Linked DNA regions of Ovis aries: region 1 is linked to region 2. A link is a contact called in public Hi-C data. All regions are on one chromosome and are shown on one strand. Each heading gives the region's core, a stretch centred on a gene start, on an enhancer-like site or on the middle of the called end of the contact. The rest is flanking DNA. Distances are from core to core; before and after follow the strand shown. Region 1 has its middle 32 kb from the start of TRNAE-UUC. Region 2 has its middle 8.7 kb from the start of TRAF1.

Region 1 (3,944 bases), core at 797-3,296, 180 kb before region 2:
AGTGGGTAGCCATTCCCTTCTGCAGGGGATCTTCCCAGCCCAGGGATTGAACCCAGGTCTCCTGCATTGCAGGCAGATTCTTCACCGTCTGAGCCACCAGGAAGTCTAATTCAATTTTATTCAACAGCAACAGAATTCTGTCCTACTCATCACCAGATGCTATTCTCAAGAATTCCACTAGGTGGCAGGACGGGGCCAGATGAGAGAGAACAGCCATGGTACTCAACCTTTGCAGGCCTGGGAACCACCTGCCCAACTCCAGCCTCAGAGTTTCTGATTCATTAGTCTGCAGTGCGGCCCCCAAATCTGCATTTCTACCAAGTTCCCAGGTAATACGAATGTGCTGGAAGGATATCACACATGTCGGGAACACGGAATCAATGTAGACCAATCCCGGGCCCATTCACCCATGCGTCCATCCAGCCCCTCCTGAGTTTATGCCAGTTCTAGGCCATATGGGCGCAGAGAAGAGTGAGACACTGCTCCTCTTGGCAAGACATAGTCTTATGGTGGAGAAAAAGAGAAACTGAGAAGACAACGCCTTGTCTTTTCAGCTGAGGTTGGCACAATATTCTTCTAAGTGTTCTTTATTTTTCTAGTTTCCTCTCAGAGTTCAAGCAGGAATTCCCTGGCAGTCCAGTGGTTAGGACTTGGAGCTTTCACTGCAGTGGCCCATGTTCAATCCCTGGTTGGGGAACTAAGATCCCACAAGCCGAGCAGCACAGCCAGAAAAAAAGAGAGAGACAGAGTTCAAGCTTTGTGCCCTTAAAGCTTGAATGATCAACCAGCTCGTCACCTCACATGGCTAAATCTGCTGAACTAGCAAAACTCAGGACTGTTTGCTCTCCTGCAAAACCTCGCAGATGGAAATTTTCCTCTCTGAACTCACAGAGGCCTGAAATGAAACAGCGTGCCTGACAACCGCTCCCTGGCTCTGCACTACCGAGTGAAACTCGAGGCCAACTATGTCCTTAGAGTCTGCACTTGGTTGCCTTCTGCATTAGCTCCTTGTTGTAAATTTCAACACATTAATTTGGGGAGACATTTTTTTGATTCATGATTGCCCACACTGTCCTATAAATACTATTAACCACCTGTTACACATCTTCAATAGGAAAAGTTTAAATTAAAAAGTCAGTGCTAGGCCTCCCCTGCTGGCCCAGTGGGTAAGAGCACACTCACAATGCCGAGGGCCCAGGTTCAACCCCTAGTCGGGGAGCTGAGTTCCCACGAGCCATACGGCGTGTTCAAAAAAAGACATTTCTATGTGTCCTGTACTGATGACAGGTTGATGGCCGGCCCTCTTCTGAAGTACTGGGACTCCTGCTTTGACAGGCTGTGCAGTTTGTGACAGAGCGTGTTAAAAAAAAACCCACTCCAGCGCTCTTGCCTGGAAAATCCCATGGATGGAGGAGCCTGGTAGGCTACCGTCCAAGGGATCGCAGAGAGTCGGACACGACTGAGCAACTTCACTGGTTCACTGGATGTTAATGACTGGGATATAAACAGTGATTGTTGAAAGGTTCACTCGACATCAATCCTTTTTATGGACAGAAAATTTCAATGCATGTCTTGGGTTGAATTCATACTTCTAAATTAGTGATGCCTAGATCAGTGAAATTTTTTCTGTGACTATCACTCATCTCAATGTTTCCCAAGTTTTTGAAAATGTAAAAAAAAAAAAAAAGATGGGTAAAAGAGAAAAACAGAATTCAGAAGAAATACAAATAAGCACACATAAAAATATCTGGGGGCTTTCCTGGGGGTCCAGCGGCTAAGACTCTGCCTCTCAATGCAGCAGGTGTGGGTTTGGGCCCTGGTCGATGAGCTAAGACCCCACATGCCTCATGGTCAAAACAGCAGAACATAAACAACAGAAGCAGTATTGTACAAAATTCAATGAAGACTTATCTCCACGTTAAAGAAACGACAAAACTAACGCCACCTTGAGATACCTTCTCTATACCTACTGAATTGGCCAAAGTTTAAAGTAACTACTCAGCACTGACGACGCTGTGTTGAAACATGTATACTGAACCCGGCGAGCTGGCAACACCGCTAACCCATGTGGAAAGCGTACGACAGGCGTGAAGCCAAAGCCATGGCAGTGTTACTTCCTGGAAACAGAAGAGGTTTCTGGGGAACCAGAAATGCTCTTTCTTGCTTGGAGAGTGGTTATACAGCTGTTCCCTCTATAATGACTCAATAAATGGTGTGTTTTATGCTCTCTTCCATGTCTATAACAACAACAATAAAAAAAAAAAGTTTCCTTTGCTTTTACCAATAAGTCATCTATTAGGAACCTGTTCTAAGGAAATCATGCACAAAGAAATTCTCTGTAGAACTGTCTAAAAAGCAAAACTGGAAACCACCTAATTATCCACCCAAACAGGAATGGTTTAGCAAATTGTATGTAATAAAGGAATATTACAAAGTATTACGGTAACTGCAAAGACTTAGAGCACAATTCTGACAGTACAATACGAAAGGAGGACTTGTAATTACATAAATCTACACACATATGCGTAAGGACTAGAAGAATAAAGGTCATTATGATAAAGGAGTCTGAGTAATTTTCTCGAAAAGTTTCTGTTGTTGGATGAGCTTTGCCACAGAGAAAAGAACGCGTGGTTAAAAGGCAAAGGAGAGGAGCATCACTGGCAAGGACTCCCCACGTCTCACCAGAGTGATCATCAAACGTCCTGCTCGGCTGTACTCAGAGTACTTTAGATGTTACAGAATATGGCAGAACCACGCAGCCTACGTTCACAGCAGCACTACTGACAATAGCCCACTGTCCACTGATGGAGGAAGGATGAGGCTGCGGAGGACGGCTGCAGAGCCATACACAAGAGCGCAGCCAGAATGTTAGCATCTGCAGCAGCGTGAGTGGGCTAGAGTGAAGTCAGAGGGAAAGACAAGCAGCTCTGATATCACTTAAACGGCAAACCTAAGATACGATGCAAACGAACTTATGTACGAGACAGAAAGAGACTCGTAAAGAGAACAGACTGACGGCTGCCAGGGGGAGGGGGCGGGAGAAGGATGAATCGGGGGTTTGGGGTGAGTAGATGCCAAGCATTATATATAGAGGAGACACGCAACAAGGTCTTATTGAGAGCACAGGAAACTATAGTCAACATCCTGGGATAAACTGTAATGGAAGTGAATATGGAGAAATGCGTAACTGCATCACCTTCCTGCACGGCAGGAATCAACACTGTAAACCAACTGCACGTTAGTAATAAACGGAAAAGAACACGGCAGAAGAGGGAAGCCTGAAAGGGGAGGGCCGTGTGTAGCTGCTCGTTCCCTTTGCTCCAGCGCTCCTACATCTTCCAGCTCTCTTTCCTCCATAACACACAGCCCCTAAGGTGATGCATGAAGTTACTGAGCATCACGTAAGAACTCAATCTTAAACTGCTGCTGGAGAGCCAAAGCAGTCGCCTAAATTCTTGAGTGCACAGATCACGGGTAAAAGCGAATGGCTTGCCAACTGCAAAAGGTTCTGCGCGATGAGTCACCAAACGAGCTGCACAGCTGAGGACTCGGGGACAAAACACCGAGTCAGGCCCAGTGGGCAGATGGTGGCCAGCAGACTAACCACAGTGGGAGGCCAACGGGGCCCTCCAGGCTGGCCCGAGGACAGGCGGAGATGGCAAATGGGACCCTCCAGGCTGGCCCGAGGACAGGCGGAAGCCGCACAGAGGGCTTCCCCATGAGGACGTGGGAGATCCAAGGTGCAAAGACAGAAGAAGAGCCAGCAAGGACCGTTTGAAGAGGTAAGCTGGGACTCAGACTACACTGATGCACCTAGACACCTCTGGTTGATAACAGGGAGTCACTAAGGCTGTTGGACGGAACTACCCAGGAGGCTCAGTGGTAAAGAATGTGTCTCCAACACAGAAGACCCAGGTTCGATCCCTGGCCTGCGAAGATCCCCT
Region 2 (4,448 bases), core at 597-3,096:
AATTGTAAATCTGGATTTTTACGTGTAATAGCTTAAATTTAGAACGCTCCCAAAAGCCAAACCCTAACCAAATGAGCATCCTCACAAACTGTATCTGAGGGCCACGATATGCAACCTCTGGTAGAGCCTGGCACATCACACACACGGCCTAAGCAGGGGAGCGAACGCCCTGCACAAAGCTCACTGGGCTGCACACACCGTGGGTGCTTATCCAGGTGCAGACCTTGGGCACGACCGACAGGAGTCACCCAACGTTTGCACATGCTTGCTGCCTCCTAGGACGTCCACTTTCCAGCTAAGGAGACTGAGCGTCAGCGGTCTCCAGGGCCACGTCGCTGGGGGCTGCCCGGCCACAGAGCTGGTGTTGGCTGCCCACTCACCTCCGGGGCGTCTGCACGCTCAGCGGCGTGCAACTCTCCGCCATGGGACTCTCCAGCAAGAACGCCGGAGTGGGCCGCCACTTCCTTCTCCAGGGGATCTTCTGACCCAGGGACTGAAGCCCACGTCTTCTGGGTCTCCTGCACTGCAGGTGGGTTCTTTACCTGCCGAGCCATCAGGGAAGCCTGCGACTGAACTGGAAAGCCGGCTGCTCCGCACCTCCCCGTCAACTCAGCTCTGAGTTCAGGGGCTGTGTTCTATTCGCTGTTGCACCCTCATCACCCAACAGACTATACAAGGTGCTCAGCAAATACCTGTGGGATTGCCTACAGGCATGCAAGTGCACATGGATGGAAGCACAGGGGACCCAGCCGCAGAACTGCCCAGGAAGACCTCACCACTCTCGGCGTGCTCCCAGAGGCACATGCCCACCCCACGTCTCCCACCTCCCAAACCAGGCCTCCCCAGTCCCCCAGCTTTGCCCAAAGCCTTCACAAATTGTTTCCTGGACATCTTGAGGCGACTGTGGTGTTCTTTTCCCCTAACTCAGGAGACAACTCAGCAGTTCTGTTTTTCAAAGTCTGGGACTCATAAACCTGGAATCCTTTCTTCGATTTTTCCACTAGAATTTTCCTTGGCTGGGTGCCTCTCCCCAGGGCCCCGGCCAGGAGGTCACACTGAGAGCGCCCTCTGCTGGAAACCGTCTTCCCAACCTAGTGGGCAGTTCCAGAGTGGGTACCTGTCCAGTCACAACTGCTGTCCAGATGGGGACACTGAGTCAGGTGGTAGTCTTGGGGAGAGGTGCTGGGGGGGGGGCTGTGGACTCATTCCAAGCACGTGCCAGGGTGTGCTACTACTAAGTGGTTTGTGATCTTTTCTTTTTTCTTTTTTGGAAAATAATACAAGAAAGAGCTCCCAGAGCTCAGACACGGCAGAGAAAGGCCCTCCGCTCTCCCCGGGGCCTGTATGTGGAGCAGATGGCAGAGGTTGGGAACCTGTTCAGATCCAGCTTCCTCCTTGAATCCCCACCATGTTTGGTAGGAGAGGAAACCGAGCCACAGAGAGACGCTGGGGGAAGGAGGAGGGGGCAGACTTGTTGAGAATCTGCTGTGCCTAGCTGTGCTAACAACCTCTCGTTTAATCTTCCCAGCAACCTTGTGAGGTAGGTGGTGTTGTTTCCATTTTACAGATGAAGACATAGAGCTGAGTGAGGTCTCAAGATCAGAAACGAAGGGGAGAGCTGGGATTGCATCCAAACCCGCTGTTTTTTTTGGCTGTGCAGCCTTCTGGATTTTTCCCATTTGGCTCCCAAGGGCCCAAGGCGGGGCCTTTGTGGCTGGGCTCATCAAGGCAAGGTTTCCGTGGCCCTTCTCCTCAGCCCCTTCCAGAGGGCACTGTTGGGCACCCTAGGGAGATGGGTTGACCAGCCTCATCAGGCTTCAGGCTGAGAATTCCAGGGCTTGGAGGAGGGTCCTGGCAGCTGGGCCAAGGCCTCTTAGCTAACAGGGAAAACAGGATTGGATGTCTTTATAAACTAAACTTGTGAGAGGTTCCAAAGGGTAAGGGTTTTCCTGGAAAAGAAAGCAGGTCCTGGAAGGTTTTTGTTTTGTTTTTCTTCTTAATGGGGCCCTAGTTAATGACTCAAGGAAATGAAGAACACATTTTACCAAGAATTAGTCACTGCCCTTCCCAACCCTCCATCCTGCTGCCCTTTCCAAATCTTCCAAAACTCCTCACTTCCGGCAGGAAAAAATCCAGCCCCCTGGTTTTGTTCGTCTTTGGTCCGGTTGGGCCTTATCCTCTGTGTGTTGCACTGAAGGAAGCCGCCCAGGGGTCTCTGTGCACTCTCCCTTGCGTTTCCCTGCTCGGCATTTGCTCTCGTTACTAAGACTGCATTTTGGCCTGTCCCGATTTCAGCCATTCTTTAAGAGCCAGCTAAGAAGCTGCCTTCTTTATGGAGCCTTCTCCACTGTGCCCAGTGGGAACCATCTTGCCTTGTGCTAACGGATGCCTGCAGTAGCCCTCCTGACCATCTGAGACCGTGGGAAAGTGTTGGACTCACCTTTGACCCCCTGTTTGGGCACACGGGCATGTGTGCTGTGGGGCACCCCGCCTGGAGGCCGGGTGCTGTAGAAACAGCCCTGAGATTCTTTATTCTCTCATCACTTCTGACTCTGCAACCCCATGGACTGCAGTCCGCCAGGCTCCTCTGTCCGTGGGATTCTTCAGGTATGAATCCTGGAGTCAGTTGCCATGCCTTTCTCCAGAGGACCTTCCCAACCCAGCGATCGTCTCATGCGTTGGCAGGTGGGTTCTTTACCACTAGCGCCATCTGGGAGGCCCATAGAAAGACCCCTGAGACCTCCTGTCCTTTCATTAGCAGATTAGGGTTGGATGAAGACTGAATGTGCTGGAGAGAGTTGCTTCTCAAGTCGAGAGAAGAGAACTTTATGCAGCCTACTTGTAGAGTGTAAGACGTGTCTGCAGCGGTTTGAGATGGGGGGGCACATGGACTCACCTGACAGCCGCCAGAGACACTGAGGAGATGAGAGATGGGTGTCATCTCAGACCAGCAAGACAAGGTCAGCCTGAACTCCCGAAGCTGGTTTATGCACAGGGTGCCACTCCCACCCACTAGGCAAGGGGCAGGCACCGAAGGACTGACGCGAAGGCCTCTCCGGTCTGTCCAGCGGGGGACAGGCACCATTGATTCTTAGGGCTTCAGAGGGGCTGACCCGTGGGATAGAGGATCGTGCGGTACTCATGTAAGGGTGAGAGGTCCTCAGAGCTTGGATGTGCCCACATGAAAGTCAGCTTTAATGCCAGCTTAAGACAGGGCCTTCCCTGGTGGTCCGGGGGTTAAGAACCCGGGTTCTGTCCCTGGTCAGGGAACTAAGATCCCTCATGTTGCAGGTCAGCTAAACCCGTGCGCTGCAACTACTGAGCCACGGGTGACACCGTGGGCCCCGGTGACAGGCACTGGCTCGCTGCCACGCAGCCAGAGAGAGCCGCCTCCCCACAGGACTGTCCAGGACGCTCCTCCTGCTCCCTCACTCTCCTCCTCTCGCTGCCGACCTTAGCCCTGGAGAGGTCAGAGGTCAGCTCGCAAAGTGGGGAGGGCAGTCTGGAGAAAGGGAAGCAGTGGTCCATGCCCTCTTTCCCAGCTATAGTGGTCCCAGCTGCAGCAAGCCCTCACTGGGAGAAAAGACAGGACTTTAAATCAAGTTTGGATTTTGCTTTTGTATGGGACTGATTTATAAACAGAGTTTGTTGAGTGACTGAAGGGACCACAGGAGTTTCTTATGTCCTGAGAATGAGCAGATGATCAGAAAAGTCGTAAGACGTGTGAATTTTTATCAAAGGTCAGGAAAAGGGCTTCTCTCCCTTCCCTCTGAACACATGTATAGAGTGGGGTGGGAGACAGAGGGAAGCTGATTATGATTGCGTACTTCAAGTCCTGCTCACTCTAGGTGTTGATTCCATTTGCCATTGTAAATGGGTTGTTGTCTTCCGTCCTGTTTTTCTAACTGGTGGTATTTTCTCCTATCACTTCCAAACAATGAAGTCCCTGTGCGCCCCTCAGGCAAAGTCACTTAACCGTTGCCTGCAAGATCAGCTGTGTCTCAGGCTTCATATCCTGACCTAGTAGAGATCTGAAGGCACCTCAGCCTTCGGGGAGGGACTGAAGGAAGAGGTGGAGGGACTCAGCATCCAGGCGCCTCTCCTGCTAGGTACCGTGCCTGCCAATCAAGCTCTCCACGTGGCTGGCTTCCTTCTAGTCTGTGTTTCCCTCTCTGTGTGTTCTTGTCTTTCGTTGTCTTACCTGGACTAATGACCCCTGCAACAATCCGATTTCCAACCCTATTTCCATTCCGAGGCGCTGGGTGGGGGAGGATGCCGACGGATCTTTTAGGGGAGACACAGTTCAACCCGCAGCATCTTCCTTTCTCACTTTCCCAAGTTTGCGTTTTCTCCTGCTTCCCCAGGTGTGTAAAGGGCACCTGCAGCGCCTGAGCCAAGAACCCCGTCCCAATTCCTTCAGCAAACTCTTTCAGCCCTAGCTCCAAAAA

The links. A called contact is a pair of places that touch in the nucleus more often than the background predicts.
Region 1: a Hi-C map of liver shows a contact between it and region 2, with 4 times the contacts expected there. The contact joins two enhancer-like sites. A contact is called at or near these places in 4 of 16 Hi-C or Micro-C datasets (blood, liver, muscle and 1 more).

What each region holds. Positions count from the first base shown.
Region 1 is chr2:2,795,288-2,799,231 of ARS-UI_Ramb_v3.0, reverse strand. No RefSeq gene overlaps it. Among named protein-coding and RNA genes, the nearest start is that of TRNAE-UUC, 32 kb to the left of the region's middle. Within about 2 kb of position 2,046, at least 12 of the 54 cell types and tissues checked have an H3K27ac peak or open chromatin away from gene starts, as enhancers often do. A contact at or near this core is called in liver, where this site is marked.
Region 2 is chr2:2,616,204-2,620,651 of ARS-UI_Ramb_v3.0, reverse strand. No RefSeq gene overlaps it. Among named protein-coding and RNA genes, the nearest start is that of TRAF1, 8.7 kb to the left of the region's middle. Within about 2 kb of position 1,846, at least 10 of the 54 cell types and tissues checked have an H3K27ac peak or open chromatin away from gene starts, as enhancers often do. A contact at or near this core is called in liver, where this site is marked.